Linked DNA regions of Sus scrofa: region 2 is linked to region 1. The links are chromatin contacts, called in public HiChIP or PLAC-seq maps. All regions are on one chromosome and are shown on one strand. Each heading gives the region's core, a stretch centred on a gene start, on an enhancer-like site or on the middle of the called end of the contact. The rest is flanking DNA. Distances are from core to core; before and after follow the strand shown.

What was found. HiChIP or PLAC-seq counts read pairs in DNA pulled down with a chosen protein or histone mark.
Region 2: an H3K27ac HiChIP or PLAC-seq map of skeletal muscle shows a contact between it and region 1, with 4 times the contacts expected there. The contact joins two enhancer-like sites. A contact is called at or near these places in 2 of 47 Hi-C or Micro-C datasets (embryonic fibroblasts and subcutaneous adipose tissue) and 1 of 2 datasets of contacts at active chromatin or transcription factors (skeletal muscle).

Annotation. Positions count from the first base shown.
Region 1 is chr6:17,839,118-17,846,749 of Sscrofa11.1, forward strand. CHTF8 (chromosome transmission fidelity protein 8 homolog) reads left to right here. Exons shown (of 4, transcript XM_021093878.1): 2 at 1,707-1,764; 3 at 2,018-2,135; 4 at 2,524-5,238. The coding sequence starts at 1,742. The coding sequence ends at 2,748. It overlaps HAS3 (hyaluronan synthase 3), which reads right to left. Exons shown (of 3, transcript NM_001001268.1): 3 at 5,857-7,632. Among named protein-coding and RNA genes, the nearest start is that of HAS3, 10 kb to the right of the region's middle. Within about 2 kb of position 3,279, at least 6 of the 83 cell types and tissues checked have an H3K27ac peak or open chromatin away from gene starts, as enhancers often do. A contact at or near this core is called in skeletal muscle, where this site is marked.
Region 2 is chr6:17,993,549-18,001,180 of Sscrofa11.1, forward strand. TANGO6 (transport and Golgi organization protein 6 homolog) reads right to left here. Exons shown (of 19, transcript XM_021093875.1): 12 at 2,255-2,273; 13 at 2,140-2,252. Among named protein-coding and RNA genes, the nearest start is that of TANGO6, 74 kb to the right of the region's middle. Within about 2 kb of position 4,178, at least 8 of the 83 cell types and tissues checked have an H3K27ac peak or open chromatin away from gene starts, as enhancers often do. A contact at or near this core is called in skeletal muscle, where this site is marked.

The DNA of each region.
Region 1 (7,632 bases), core at 2,029-4,528:
CTGTTGATGGTGGTGCCTTCTTATCTGTCAGAAGACCTTTGCTCCCCTTAGCCAGTATATTTATTACCTCTTGTCAAGTGGTATCACAGCTGTTACTGTTGCAGAAGTTCTGGCTTATTTGGAGATGTCTTCTTAATTCAGCTCTTCCTAAATGCATGTATGCATGCACGCATGCTTGCCTGATGCCTCTGTGCCTTTTTATTCTCAGTTGGTTTTCTCCTTTCAGAAGGTATTTAATAGGAGTGTAGCTAAAGTTGGATGGCCTAGGTTCTTATGCTGGCTCTACCCCCTACTAGAAGTATGTGTAGCACACACAATCAAGTATATCCCTCTGTAACCTTATCAGGATCCTGTCTCACAGTGGTTAATGATATACCACCTGTATAGATGAATAGCATCTGATTCATAGTGAAAATTGAGTAAATTAGTTGCTGGAGTCCAGTGAATTAACTAACCTCTTGTGTGTTTGGTACTCAAGGGTAAGAGACTCTGCTGTCTTTTTTTTTTTTTTTTGGTCTTTTTGCGTTTTCCAGGGCTGCTCCCGCGGCATATGGAGGTTCCCAGGCTAGGGGTTGAATCAGAGCTGTAGCCGCTGGCCTACGCCAGAACCACAGCAATGTGGGATCTGATCAGTGTCTGCAACCTACACCACAGCTCCCGGCAACGCCGGATCCTTAACCCACTGAGTGATTGAACCCGCAACCTCATGGGTCCTAGTCGAATTTGTTAACCACTGCGCCACGACGGGAACTCCGGGTTCTGCTGTCTTATAGTGCTTCTGGCAATACTCCTTTCGCTGGAGATCCAAAACGAAGATTATCGTAGCAGTAAAGAAACCTGTTTAACTTTAATCAGGTGTTTGTTAATTGAGAGTTCAATTACAATATGTTAACTCACTGTTCTACAGCTCATAAACATTGATCTAATAACTGCACCATCTATTCATTTGGAAAGCTGTGCAAAAGCTGTAGTTTAAATCTCCTATCCCTTCAATCTTCCCATTAATCTATCCTAAATTAGGAAGAGAAGTACAAGTTGTTTCAGGCAAAAATGTCTCATTTTAACTCCTTCTTGTAGTGTACTGCAAACTTGCCACCAGGTGGTGCTATTGTAAAAGATAAAGCAGATTGTGTGTCAGGGTATCTTAGTGTCCAAAGATGGGTGAAGTGTTTCCTGAGAGTCATGTCAGAAAGTTAGCTTACCATTCACTAAAGTTGTCTAAAAGGATCTTTTCAGGTCTCTTGTCTTTTAGAGATCCTTTGCACATTGAAGTACAAGATAACCAAAGTGGTAGACGTGAAGTGTATATCACCACCAAAGGAAAAAGTAAAATCTAAGAGAATACTTTGGGTTTTTTGTTTTTTTTAAGTACGCAGAATGAAAAATACATAGAAAGTAAAATTAGCATATTGGCTGTGCAGTGTGTGTCCTGGGTTCAAATCCTGGCTTGTTGTCTAGTAGCTGTGTAACTTTAACTTTCCACCCTGTGGTTGACCTTTGGTAATCTGAGACAGTGTTATGTGCATAATGTCAGTTTTTAAAAGTACATGTTAGTGGACTTGTTAGACGAGTGAAATAAAATGTGTCTAAAGCATTTAGAAAAGTACCTAGTACACAGTAAGTGACAAATATTAGCTATTGTTATCATTATAATAACAATATTACCTATTTTTACTGTTATTTAAAAACATTTTTTTCCTCCACAGCTTCTTTTCAGTTGCTTTTTAAAGATCGAAAGCTCATGGTGCAGATTGTTATTTCCAGGTAAGTACATGTTGAGACTTTTTTATTTAGCTTGAATAATTAGAGCTGTATAGGTTTGAAATTTCCCTGGAGGAACTGGGGTCATCAGGTGCATCTTGCACACCAGTGTCTAGTTCAGTGCCTAGCACTGCCCCCTTTACCAGGAACTTGTGCTCAACGAAGAATTCCCTTGGGCCTTGAATGGTGGTGTAGGACACTATTATTCATCCTTCACCCCTCAAAAATATTGTAACCGCCAGCCCTTTGCTTGCAGTGCTGGGGCTGGAGGCCTGGCAGAATGGGTGCTGATGGAGCTACAGGGGGAGATCGAGGCTCGCTACAGCACTGGATTAGCTGGAAACCTCCTGGGAGACCTACATTACACCACTGAGGTGAGGGGACTTTTCTTTCCCTGCCTAATGCCTCAGGAAAGCAAGCTACACCAAGGTGGTGCTCCCAGGACCCAGAGTGAGGACTGCCCTCAGGTTTGTTGTTCAGGGGCTAGCTCAGCTCCCTGCTTGTTCTCCCCCCACATCCGCAATAGCAGGGAGATTTAACTTGGGGATTCTGGAAAGGTCACAGTCTTAAAAGTAGAAATTCTCTTATCTGGGCTAGAAAGAGTGAAAAAGATATGAGGGTGGATTGTCCAGTGTGTGGCTTCTCAGCAATGGTAGAGGGAGTGGAGGTGCCAGCATTGCCTCCCAAGAGCATCTCTAGAAGGCACCTGAATGTTATGACCTTGCCCTGAACCTCAGGCATCTCATTCTTGTTCTGCCAAAGGGAATCCCTGTGCTGATCGTGGGGCATCATATCCTGTATGGGAAAATCATCCACCTGGAGAAACCATTTGCAGTCCTTGTTAAACATACTCCTGGGGAGCAGGATTGTGATGAGCTTGGCTGTGAGAGTGGCACTCGGTACCTGGTGACAGCACTCATCAAAAACAAGATCCTTTTCAAAACCCGCCCCAAGCCCATTATCACCAACGTCCCCAAGAAAGTATGAAAGAGCCCCGGATTTTCCCTAGAGAGCGGCCAACTCCTTGGACTCGTGCTCCGCTGCCACCTCGAGGACGGCTCGACAGTTCCCTGGGACCACAAGGGGGTCCTGTTTTAAACACAGGCCACCCACTGGGTATGAACTCTGATTCTTTCCTTATGGCAACTGGTTCTCTTGGTGGAAATTTGGCTCCATTTCCGAGGAACCCGTCTTCTTTTCCAACTTCTTCAGGCTCATTGGCTTCAAATCCAGCACCTTTCCCTGCTGGTACTCGTGACCCAAGCATGGCTTCTTTTCCAAGAGGAATGAATCCCACTGGCACAGGTGCAGTTTCTTTCCCACGGCCTGGTGGCCTCTTGGGTCCAGGCCCAGGGTCAGCTCTAAATCCTAGAGCAGGGTCTCTTCCAGGCCCAGGGCCTCTGTCTAACCCAAGGTTAGGGGGTCTTCCAGGGCCAGGTCCTATGTCCAATCCAAGGGCAGGTGGTCTTCTGGGAACAGGTCCTGACCCTAGAAGTGGTGGCCCTATGGGCCCTGGATCTGGACCCAACATGAGAGCAAGTGTCCTGTTGACTTCTGGGAATGGTCCTCCCAATCCTAGGCCCATTGGCTTGGGCCCTGGACCAGGTCCCAATCTGAGATCAGGTTTCGTAGGTACAAATCCTGCCCCAAGGTCAGGAATGTTTCCAGGCCCCAGCCTTGGGCCCAACCCAAGGGCAAGTGGCCTGGGCCCAGGCCTTGGGCCTAACCCAAGAGCAAGTGGCCTAGGCCCTGGCCCTAATCTGGACACCAGAGCAGGTGGGCTCTTGGGCACAGGATCTGGTCTTAACTTAAGAATGGCTGGACCTCAAGGCCTAGATCTTGCTCCCATTCTAAGAGCAGCAGGTCTTTTAGGAGCAAATTCAGCTTCTTTCTCACAGGCCTCTGGAAACATGGGCACAAGCCCATCTTCCATGGCCAGAATACCTGGCCCCATAGGCCCAAACTCGGGTCCTGGCTCTCGGGGAATTGGCCTTCCAGGGCCAAATCCATCTCCCATGTCAAGGGGCCCTGGCCCCATCGGCCCTAATTCAACGCATTTTTCAAGGCCAGCAGGCCCCATGGGAGTAAATGCTAATCCTTTTCCAAGGGGGACAGGTTCAGGGGGACTGAACCCAGCTACCTTCTCTCAGTCTTCTAACACATTGGCTTCCAACCCAGCTAATTTCCAGAGGTCTGCTGGTCTGCAGGGCTCAAATCCAGCAATTTTCCCAAGAGCCTCTGGACCGCTAGGGCCCAACCCAGCTAATTTCCCGAGGGCCACTGGTTTACAGGGTCCAAGTCCAGCTACCTTCCCAAGGTCTACTGGCCCATTAGGCCCTGGTCAGGTTACTTTCCCCAGGTCAGCTCCTGGGCCACTAGGCTCTTCTCCAGCAGGCCCTGTGGGTATCAACCCAGCTCCTTTTGCAAGGCCGACTGGGACCCTGGGTCTAAACCCGGCTTCCTTTCCAAGGATGAATGGCCCTGTAAGCAAGACTTTGGTCCCATTTCCTAGAGTGGGGAGCCTGCCTGGCACAAACCCAGCTGCTTTCCCGAGACCTGGAGGTCCAATGGCTGCATGTACCCAAATGGAATGTTACCCCCTTAAATACCATTTTCTCTCCAGGACCACCTTGGTTTCCAGGCACCGTGGTTCTGGGCAGGGCTGTGTTTTAAGTGAAAGGGTAGATAGGGAGCTACAGTCTGAAGTACATAGCTGGGGCTCAAGTTCAAATGACCCGCCCCCCCGACCCCCCAATGCTTCTTTCATGACTGAAGGTGAAATGTTTGTTACCTATGGGACATGGACTTTGGCAGATGGGAGTGATCCTGCCTTGAAAGAGAATCTCCAGCCTTCCAGAGCCTGCTGTGCTTTTATCCCACAGCTTTCTGCCCATTGTTTCTTACTAGTTTCTTGAATTGTTCTTGTGGACTCTTCCTCAGGGATACATTGGCCTGCAGGTCCCAATTCATATGTAGTCCCCTGCTCACCACTGGAGAATCAGCCCACTGCTTTCTAGAAATGTTGCGTTGGTGAACGGACCATGCTTCAGTAGCGCCGACTGGTCATCATCTACTGCCATACCTTCCCCTGGGGGCTTGAACACAGAACAGGGAGGTGGGTAAACTACTTCCGAGACCCACCAAATACAGTTTTTGCTTGACTGACTGGGACTACAGCTTCCTTCTCCTGGGACTAAGAGGAGGCCAGAGTCAAGGCCCCACTGATCATCCAATTCCTTCTCCACTGGTACTCCCAAATCGAAGAACCTCAAAAATTTAAACTGAAGTGGATGGGACTGGGGAATGGGGTAGGGGGGGTGGGGGAAGGAAGGGGAGAAATCACTGTGCTTTGTTCAGCCTGATGTGAAAGGATGGTTGGTGTTTTTCCTGCATTGTATCTTTTCTTACTGTTTCTTTAATAAATGGGATGAGGGGGCTGTTCAGTTCACTCCCTTTTTATTACTGTTCCACAGGGAAGGAAGTTTACCCACTGTTTTTTCATTGTTTCAGCTTGGCCACAATCCTACCTGACAGATAAAAATCTTTCACTCAAGGAGGAAGCAACCTTTGATTTTGAGCCTTAGCTGCTTAGTTTGGGTTCACTTACCTGGCAGTAATTTCACCAAAGAGTCTGTTCACCCTCCACAATAAAAATAAGCACCACTCTGGAGTTCCTGTCGTGGCACAGCAGAAATGAATCCGACTAGGAACCATGAGGTTGCAGGTTTAATCCTGGGCCTCGCTCAGTGGGTTAGGATCCGGTGTTGCCATGAGCTGTGGTGTAGGTCGCAGGTGTGGCTCAGATCTCGTGTGGCTCTGATGTAGGCCAGCAGCTGTAGCAACAATTAGACCCCTAGCCTGGGAACCTCCATATGCCATAAGTGTGGCCCTGAAAAGCAAAAAGAAAAAAAAAGCTACCACAGGTATGCATTTCTCAGGTTGGGCCCACTGTATCCAGAGGCAACTTACCTTGCTTCTGAGCTCCACCGGCATTACCTTGACAAAATGAGCTTGCTCTCAAGTACTAATCTTTTCAAACTGGAATAAAGAGCAGCTTTCATTAAGTACAAAGAGGGAGGAAGTAGCTCCAAGATACCAGCATTATGTGAGAATCTTTATTTTGACAAACAAGTACAGTATAAAAAATTTGACCTGAAAAGTAAAATTTAAAAAAAAAAGTAAAAATAAATACGTTTACAAATTATTGTAGAAATAATACAAAAGAGGGTTAAAATTCTCAGGAAAAAACCAAAATGTGTCCAATTGTATATAAAGGCTCTTCCCTTGCAAGAAATGGGAATAAAGCTCAAGACCCAGTTTGGTTTTGCTGCTGAAAAATGTACAAAATAACTTAGGAAAAAACCAGTCGAGGTCAAGCGTTGTGAACCCACTACTTGTACCTGCCTACTCTTGATCTGGGGGAAGTTGATAACCACAGAGCAAGGCAGAGCTGATGGGAGGACAGCCCAGAGTTCTCCATCTGGGCATCCATTCTACATTAACCTTCAAGTAAAAGCTGAAGAAAAACAAGCCCTCAGTGAAGTCTGAGCTCTGCAGTTGGCTGACCGGATTTCCTCCATTGTAGTGCTCAAAATAGTTTACTTCTTGGCCAGCAAAAACACGGAAGAGCCTGGAACAACTGACTTGAGCAAATGCCTGCCACCTCCTCCCAGCCTTCATGGACTGGGCCCTATGTCAACCAGCAGTTGAATTGAACTTGAGGTCTGTGCCATGCAGCAGTGTTGGCTGCCCCTGGAAAACCGTCAAGTTCACGGGAGATGAAGGAAAGCACCAGGGTTTGCCCGTCCTTGGCTCCGAGCACACATTCCTTTGTAGGAAGCATCTGGGCATTCTAGAGGCCTGCCCCCCCCCCCAACTCCTCTCCACCTTTGTGCTGGTTCTGAGGGTTCAGCAGGTCCCTCTCAGAGAGCCTGCTTGAGCAAACAACCCTAAGTCAAAGGCTTAGTCAGGATCCCAGGGTTGAACCCAAGTGCTCAGAACAGTCTATGGATTGCAACTCTATAGAAAATGGCCTCCCCCCCCCCAAAAAAAAAAGCAGAGGGAAATCAAACCACTTCAAGAGGCATGAGAGAAAGTAAGAACCTTAGAATTTCAGAACCAATTTCATCTCCTAGTTTGGTTTCTGGACAGAAGCAAGCCAGTGCAGCAGTAACTGTCCACACTTGGCTGTCAGGACTCCCTGGAGAAGCCACTGAGGAGAATGGACTTGGATTGAGGGTTCACTTAGGGAACACTGCAAAGCTTCCCATTAGAGGTGATTGTCAGGAACTCTTAAGTCGTGCGTGCTACCTAGCCGCCAGGGAACTTGTCCAGGCAGTTCCAAGACCAGCCAGTTGGGTCAGAGGCTCTTAATAGTTCTCCCCTCACATGCTGAAGGCAGGCTTGCCTGTCGTGGGGCGGGGTGGGGGGGACCTATGAGAGTCCAGGCTCTCTCACTCGCCACCTGAGAAGACTTACCCAATGAGGAGGAGGGTCAAACAAGTGACTTTATCACTCTGAAGTGAAGTGAAGCAAGTAGGCTAAGACTCAAGAACTGAATGTGAGAGAATTCAAGAGTATACAGGTTGAAATACCCGAGCCTTCACTCCCTTTCTGAGCACATTGGGATTTCATCTTCCTGGCAGATGACCAAAACATTTCATCTCCCCAGCAGAGATCACAGACAGGCTAATCTAGAGGTCTGGGCACTTGACAGGTAAAATACATTCAGCTCAAAGCCTTCAGCACCACCACCAGTGTTTGTTGCTCCTGGCAAACTTTTCCTTTTTAACATAAACGTATATATACACACACTCGAAAGCAGTTCACTGCTAACTCCCTGCTAGACTGGCTCCTCCTTGGGAGGTTGAG
Region 2 (7,632 bases), core at 2,928-5,427, 160 kb after region 1:
AAAACTGTACAACTTAAGGAAAATGATTCCACTGATGAATTCCTCCTAGACAATTCTAACAGCAGGGATATAACATGACTCTCGAAACTGAACCAAAAATGTTTTTTTCAGACTACATGGGAAATGTAAAATTAAGAGGGTTAAGTAAATCTACCAATAATTGGGTTTCAAAGTAACAACAGACCTAAATAAAATTCCTTCTCCCCTTAAGGACAAGTTAGAGATGGGCAAATTCTAACGTATCAAGGATAGGATCAGATTTTAATCCTCAAACGCAAAAATCCATTCCCGGAGGGTTTTCTTACTCACTGTTAAGAGTTTTCCCAGTTTGCCTTCAGGTCAGATTTCATGACCCTCACACTGCATCTAGTCTGCCCTTGTCTCCTCACCTAATGTGGCAGGTGCTGAACCAGTCACACACGCATGTGCCTACCCTGCCACCTTGTCTGGCACTCCCCTGACCCTCGGCCTCCACAGTTAATCTACACAAGCTTGTCGCAGTGCCTTAAGGACACCACACTTGTTCCTGCTTCCCAGACCTCAAACATGATGGTTCTTTAATTGGAAGAGTTTCCTCATCTGCACCACATACGTTCCAAAACCCTGTGCATCGTTCAAGTCTTAGCTTTGACTTCCACGTACATCCTCAGTGGAAACCTTCCCAGCTAGGTTAGATCCTGTGTTCTCTTCTGAGGCACTTTGTTTAAGTCTTTTTTTTTTTTTTTTTTTTTGGTCTTTTTGCCATTTCTTAGGCCGCTCCTGTGGCATATGGAGTTCCCACGCTAGGGGTAATCGGAGCTGTAGCCACTGGCTTACGCCATAGCCACAGCAACTCGGGATCCGAGCCTTGTCTGCAACCTACACCACAGCTCAGGGCAACGCCAGATCGTTAACCCACTGAGCAAGGGCAGGGACCGAACCCGCAACCTCATGGTTCCTAGTCAGATCTGTTAACCACTGAGCCACGACGGGAACTCCCACTTTGTTTAATTCTAAGTACATTTTTCAAATAGTTATTTAGTGTCTGACTCCCTCACTGGCTTTAAGCTGTAGAGACCATGTTTGCTCTGCCCACTGCTAAATCCCCAGCACCTTAGTATCTGGCACAAAGTGAGTATGTAATAGTTTTTGAGTGAATAAATTTAAAAATTATAACTTAAGTATGTAAAAGATACATGCACTGGAAACCAAGCTTCAACATGCTACAGGATATGAGTTGAACAATGGATCCTGTGCTAAAATGGATTCAAAATGGGGACTCCTAAGCAAACGGAGGTTATGACAGTTCTTTCCTGACCGCAGCATTGGGGACAAGGACACTACAGTGAGGGCCAGAGACTCAGTATTCACCACGGATGCAAAACACTGTGCCAGGGAGTTTCAAATCAAGCTCATCCCAGGTCAGAAAGGGCCCTGCTGGGAGTTCCTGTTGTGCTCAACAGGTTAAGAACTACTATCCAGGAGGATTCAGGTTTGATCCCTAGCCTCGCCCAGTGGGTTAAGATCTGGCATTGCCACAAGCTGCACTGTAGGTCACCTAGGATGTGGACTCACCTGGGATTTGGCGTTGCCGTGGCTGCTGTGCTGATTTGACCCCAAGCCTGAGAATTCCATATGCCTCAGGCGTGGCCCTAAAAGAGAAAATTAAAACAAACAAACAAACAAAAACGGAGTTCCCATCATTGCTCAGCAGAAACAAATCTGATTAGCATCCATGAAGATGCAGCTTTGATCCCTGGCCTCGCTCAGTGGGTTAAGGATCCGGCATTGCTGTGAGCTGTGGTGTGGGTCACAGATGTGGCTTGGATCCCGCATTGCTGTGGTTCTGGTGTAGGCTGGCAGCTGCAGCTCCAATTAAACCTCTAGCCTGGGAAACTCCATATGCCACGGGTGCAGCCCTAAAAAGCCAAAAAAAAAAAGCCCTGCCCTCCTGATGGCAAAGTCATCAAGGCAACAAGGTGAAAGCGACCTGGTTTCCTTTCCTCCACTTCGGACAGAATTCTTACTAACAACCTGCCCTGTTTGTCCTGGGGCTTCTATGCGCAGTACCCATTCTTATTCCTCACAGGGGGATGGAAGGAAAGCAGGAGGCTTTTCTCTTCTCCCTCCTTTCAAGTTTGGCTCAGGGCTGCGACTCACCTGAACAGCTCCTCCCAGCATGACGGCCACAAGCCCCATGGACATGCTCAGTGTCTGTGATTCCACACTGCTCTCCGCCTGGTGGGCCAAGCTTGCACAGGCTCGCTGCAGGCTGCTGCTACAAAGTCCACAACCTACCACAGAAATAGAATTTAGAATCAGCCAGGAAGAAGGGAAAAGAAATCTCAAAATTCACTTTACATCTTGGGTCTACATACTCATCTCTCCCCTCCTCAACAAACTGTAGCAAGAAGCGTCAGGAACAGGTGCTACTGGGGAGCAGGCGTGGAGCTCAGTGTTTTACAGGCACAAGCTCACTCAGGTTTCACATCAACTCTAGGACGTTGGTACATCTGCCCTCACTTTCAGATGAAGAATCTGAGGCTGAAAGAGGTGATCTGCTCAAGGCCACAGAGTCAATAAATGAGAAAGTCCATTTATACTTTCCCAAATGTTTTAATCACCAATCCACCTTCCTTTACTTTTCATGAATTTTGCCAGGAAATTAAAGTGAAAAATGATTGGTTGGAGTTTCCCAGTGGTGCAGCAGGTAAAGGATCTGGTATTGCCGACGCAACAGCTCTGGTCGTTGCTGTGGCGAGGGTTCAATCTCAGGCCTGGGAGCTCCCGCATGCCTCAGACATGGCCAAAAAAAAGAAATGATGATTTGTTACTTTCTGACCGTCTTAGAGTATCCTAGATCTGCCTCTCCTACGGAGGGTTCCTCCTCAAGGACGCCTTCCCCCCGTTTTGACAGTCTAGTTCTAGAAAGCAGGGAATGCAGCAAGAGGCATTCATTTTATCTGGACTTCAGTGTCCTCAAACAATCTGCACAAATGATCCAGAATCATTTTTTATTTTATTTTATTTTATTATTATTATTATATTTTTTGTCTTTTTGCTATTTCTTGGGCCGTTCCCGCGGCATATGGAGGTTCCCAGGCTAGGGGTCGAATCAGAGCTGTAGCCACCGGCCTACAACAGAGTCACAGCAACGCAAGATCCGAGCCGCGTCTGCAACCTACACCACAGCTCACGACAACACCGGATCGTTAACCCACTGAGCGAGGCCAGGGATCGAACCCGAAACCTCACGGTTCCTAGTCGGATTCGTTTCCGCTGAGCCACGACGGGAAAACACCCCAGAATCATTTTTTAAAGCACTGAATAGTTTTAAAGGATTAAGATTATTCATCTGTAAGATTTTACACAGAATTGGTCTAACAACTAAGCCTTAAATAGGAATTCATTTTGGCCAGCATCATTTCGCCTGCACTTGGATTAATCATCTTAAGCAGAAACACATTTGAATAAAAGACAGCACATGCATATCCATACGGGGGCACCCACACACACTCACACGCATATTTAGGGTTAATGGCTCAAAAGGGAAAAATCATTTTGAAAATGGGATGGCTGCGATAGGTCATAATGAGCCTTTAAATACCATGCAAGCTTGCATGTTTAACTCTCTGGGCAAATCACATGCTATGCTAGAATCTTTATTGCAGGCTTAAAGTCAGGAAAATGGCTTGTTAACACTTGTCTTTTGGAGCAAGGCAGGAAACTAGAAAGGTTATTACAAGTTCCATTACTGTAACAAACAATGCTGGTCATGGCAATTTTCACCACCCTCTCTAGCCAAAGACTTTATTGATACTAGAAGTTAAGGACCCTGGCCTTTCCCAGAGAAACTCCTGCATCTACCATCTTGGGCCACCTATTTGGCCTCCAAAGAATTTTCTAAAGCACTTCTCAATTATAGGAAGCTTCGATTTCAGCACAAATTTATTGTTAAATGGCTATAACAGAATTATCTAGCCTTCAAACTTTTTCTAAATCCCTCTCTACTATTTATTATCTATAGACATACATACATATGTTTGTATGTCTAATTTTTTTATGTTTACTATTGCAAAACAAGTAGTATGATCCTATTTTTAAGAAACATACTTTCGGTTTCTATGTATACTGAAGAAAAAAACCTGGGCGCTGTGACAACTGGCGTGACAGCCAGCTGTTATTGTCATTTATGAAGTACCCTTTCCCCCAATCTTTCTTGTAACAACAAAACCTCTGTAACCATTTGGACAACGGCTCCTCCCCTACTACTCATTTCCTGTGATTTTATGGGGCCGCCAGCCGCAAGGACAGGTATGTGACTGACGCCTGCTCTAGAGCTTACGTATACTGCAAAGAGAATGGGAGGCACTTTGACTTTTTACTTAAAAATTTCTGTAAACTTATAAAATTCTAAAAGCCAAATATTCCTGAAAATTTATAATGAAAAATGGCAGGGCCGTACCCCATCGCCCCGTCTGATTCTGACTCTACAGAGGCAACCAGTTTTAATTATTTACCTTTGTAATTCAGTGATAACATTAAGCATTTACCATTTACCAGGTACTATGCTGAACATATTACAGGTAATTAACTCACTTAATCATCACAGTAATCCTATGGGGATGTGAAACTTGCTGCCAACATTCTGGCAGCTGAGTGCAAGGGGGTTGAGGCCTCACTCTTGAGTCTGCAGATGTCAACTTAACCCTCCAGCTTTGCAGGGTGCTACTGCCACCCAAGTTCTGAGTCTATGGGTTCAACCTCTCTCACGAATAAACCTCCAGGGTTCTGCTGGGGCGGTGAGGTATGTATGAAGTTAAGGAAGGAACTAAAAAGTCTACTGACTCTTGCGGAGCCTTTCAACCCGGTTTGAACTTTAAATTCAGCTCCATCTTTAGAGCTTATCTGGAGCCTCCAGTCCTTCCAGCGTTCTGCAGTGAGAAGTGGCTTGCTTTTTTTTTTTTTTCAAAAAAAAAAAAAAATGTTAACAGCCTTATGGAGGCACAGCACTTTGCTTCTTGACGTCTCCCATGCATGCACTTAGCTTTCCATTTTCTGAAGTTGCTGAATCAGCTATTATTTTCCAATTCCCGAATGCTGTTATTCTCTTTTATCTACTGTCTCTCCTCTCCTGCTCTGTCGGTCCCTGTGGTTTCCAGAGGGAGCAGATAAACACGTTTGTTCAGTATACCATCTTTAATCAGAAGTCTCTACCTTTTAAAATGTGCACATCTATGTTGCTTAGATAGAACGAGCATGTGTTAGTTCTGTGAAAAACTTAGCATATGAAAAAGACCGCAGCATGTAGAACCACTTCTCCTCCGCTAATTACAGTGATCCAGTTACAGAAAGGTGCAGAGGGTGGTAGTTTCCTGAAAGGACAGGAAAAGGGGAATCGTGTGCATTCTACTCCATTTACACTGGCTCCCTGGCTGATCCCTCCACACTCGGGGCATGCTCCCCCTTATCCAGAACACGCTTCCCCTAGGTATCTCAGCAGCTGCCCCTTTCCGCACTTCGGCTCTTTGTTCAAAAGTCGCTTTCTCAGCGAGCTTGCCCACGACACCGATTTGCCGCACTCCCTCTCTCTTCCCTTCCCTGGTTTGAGTTTTCTCCCTGGTGCTTGGCGCCGCCTAAACACACTGTGTGCTTTGCTTACTTGTTTACTGTCTCTCACTCCCCCATGCGAATGGAAGCTCCAAAGAGCACAGAGACGTTTTGTTCCCCACTGCATCTCTGACACCCAGCAGAGTATGTGGCACATAGGAGGCTCCCAATACTTGTTTGCGGAATGAAAGAACTTGGGAGCGGGCAGGGGGCTCTATATCTATATGGACTGTTGCACGCCTCGCTCCTCTCAGCATCATCTCACATACGAATAACATGGCATTGGCCAACACACTTTACTGAATTTTTAATCTTTCGTCCACGAAAACATCAATATGCATCTCCAACAAAGTTTTTTTTAACATACCTACCACGCTACGATTACGCTCAATAAAAATTCCTTACATCTTCTAATACCTAGTCCATGACTATCGCAAAAAGGTCTTCATACAATTGGTTTGTTTGAATCAACATCCACACATTTCATTTCTATATGACTCAGGTCCCTTTTTTTTTTGTTTGGTTTTTGGCCACACCTGCTGCACGCAAAAGTTCCCGGCCAGGGGTCAAACCCGTGCCACAGCAGTGACCCAAGCTGCTACAGTGACAATGCCTGACCCTTTAACCCACTGAGCCACAGCAGTACTCCCTCAAGTCCCTTTTAAGCTACAACAGCTCTGCTCCTCTTTAATGCCATTTATTTAATGAAGAAACTGGGTCATTTGTACTATGGAATTTCCCACATTAGGGATTTGGCTGATTATTTCCTCACAGCACTTAATTTGCTCCTCTATCCTGAGTTTTCTTGATTAGATTCAGGTGCATATTTGGGGGGTTTGTTTTGTATTGTTTTGGGGGTTGGGGTAAGAGCCCTTCCCAGGTGGTGTGGCAACTTCCCACTGCATGAAGAGGCACATAATACTGTCTGCTTGTCCTCTTACGATGATGTTAAGCTAAATCAGTCTAGGCTGAAATATTTAGCGGGACATAAACTGATACTTGCATTAACCCTGAAATCCACCAAAAATAAAATGCGTAGACAGATGGAGACATAGATAAACATGTGATAAAGCAAGTATAATGAAATGTTGGAGTTCCCATTGTGGCTCAGTGGTTAATGAATCCGACTAGGAACCATGAGGTTTCGGGTTCAATCCCTGGGCTTGCTCAGTGGGTTAAGGATCTGGCGTTGCTGTGAGCTGTGGTGTAGGTTGCAGACGCAGCTTGGATCCCACACTGCTGTGGCTCTGGCGTAGGCTGGTGGCTACAGCTCCGATATGACCCCTAGCCTGGGAACCTCCATATGCTGAGGGAGCAGCCCAAGAAATGGCAAAAAGAAAAAAAAAAAAAAAAAAAGAAAAGAAACAGAAAAGAAATGCTAATGGCAGAACTGCGGTAGTGGGTATAGAGGTACTCAGTATAAATTTTTTTTTTTTTTTTTTGGCTTTTTAGGGCCATACCTGTGACATATAGAAATTCCTGGGCTAGGTGTTGAATCAAAGCTGCAGCTGCCGGCTTACACCACAGCCATAGCAATGCCAGATCTGAGCCACGTCTGCAACCTACACCTCAGCTCACAGCAATGCCAGATCCTTAGCCCACTGAGTGGGGCCAAGGATTGAACCTTCATGGATACTAGTCGGGTTCCTTACCACTGAGCCACAATGGGAAATCCTAAAATTCTTTCAAATTTGAAATTTTTCATAGGAAAATTCTGGGAGAAGAAAGGATCAGTTAGTTTGGGTGTATTTGGCCTAAGAGAAGCATCCCAAATGGTTTCAGCAGACATTTATGATTGTTATCTAGATCCATTATTCTATTAGGGGATGGCAAAATATAATTTTCTAGTTTTCTTTTTGAATTTTTCAGGCACAGTTCTTATATAAAGAAAAATGTCTTTGGTGACTATTAAGTTGAAATACAGTTCCTATAGGAAGGACAAGACGAATGTTTTATTCTTTCCCTTCATTTTACCAACTTACAAAATAGCGACCTGATGCCCAAGCAACCTCCAAAGATGTCCTACAAGAGATCTTTGGGGAG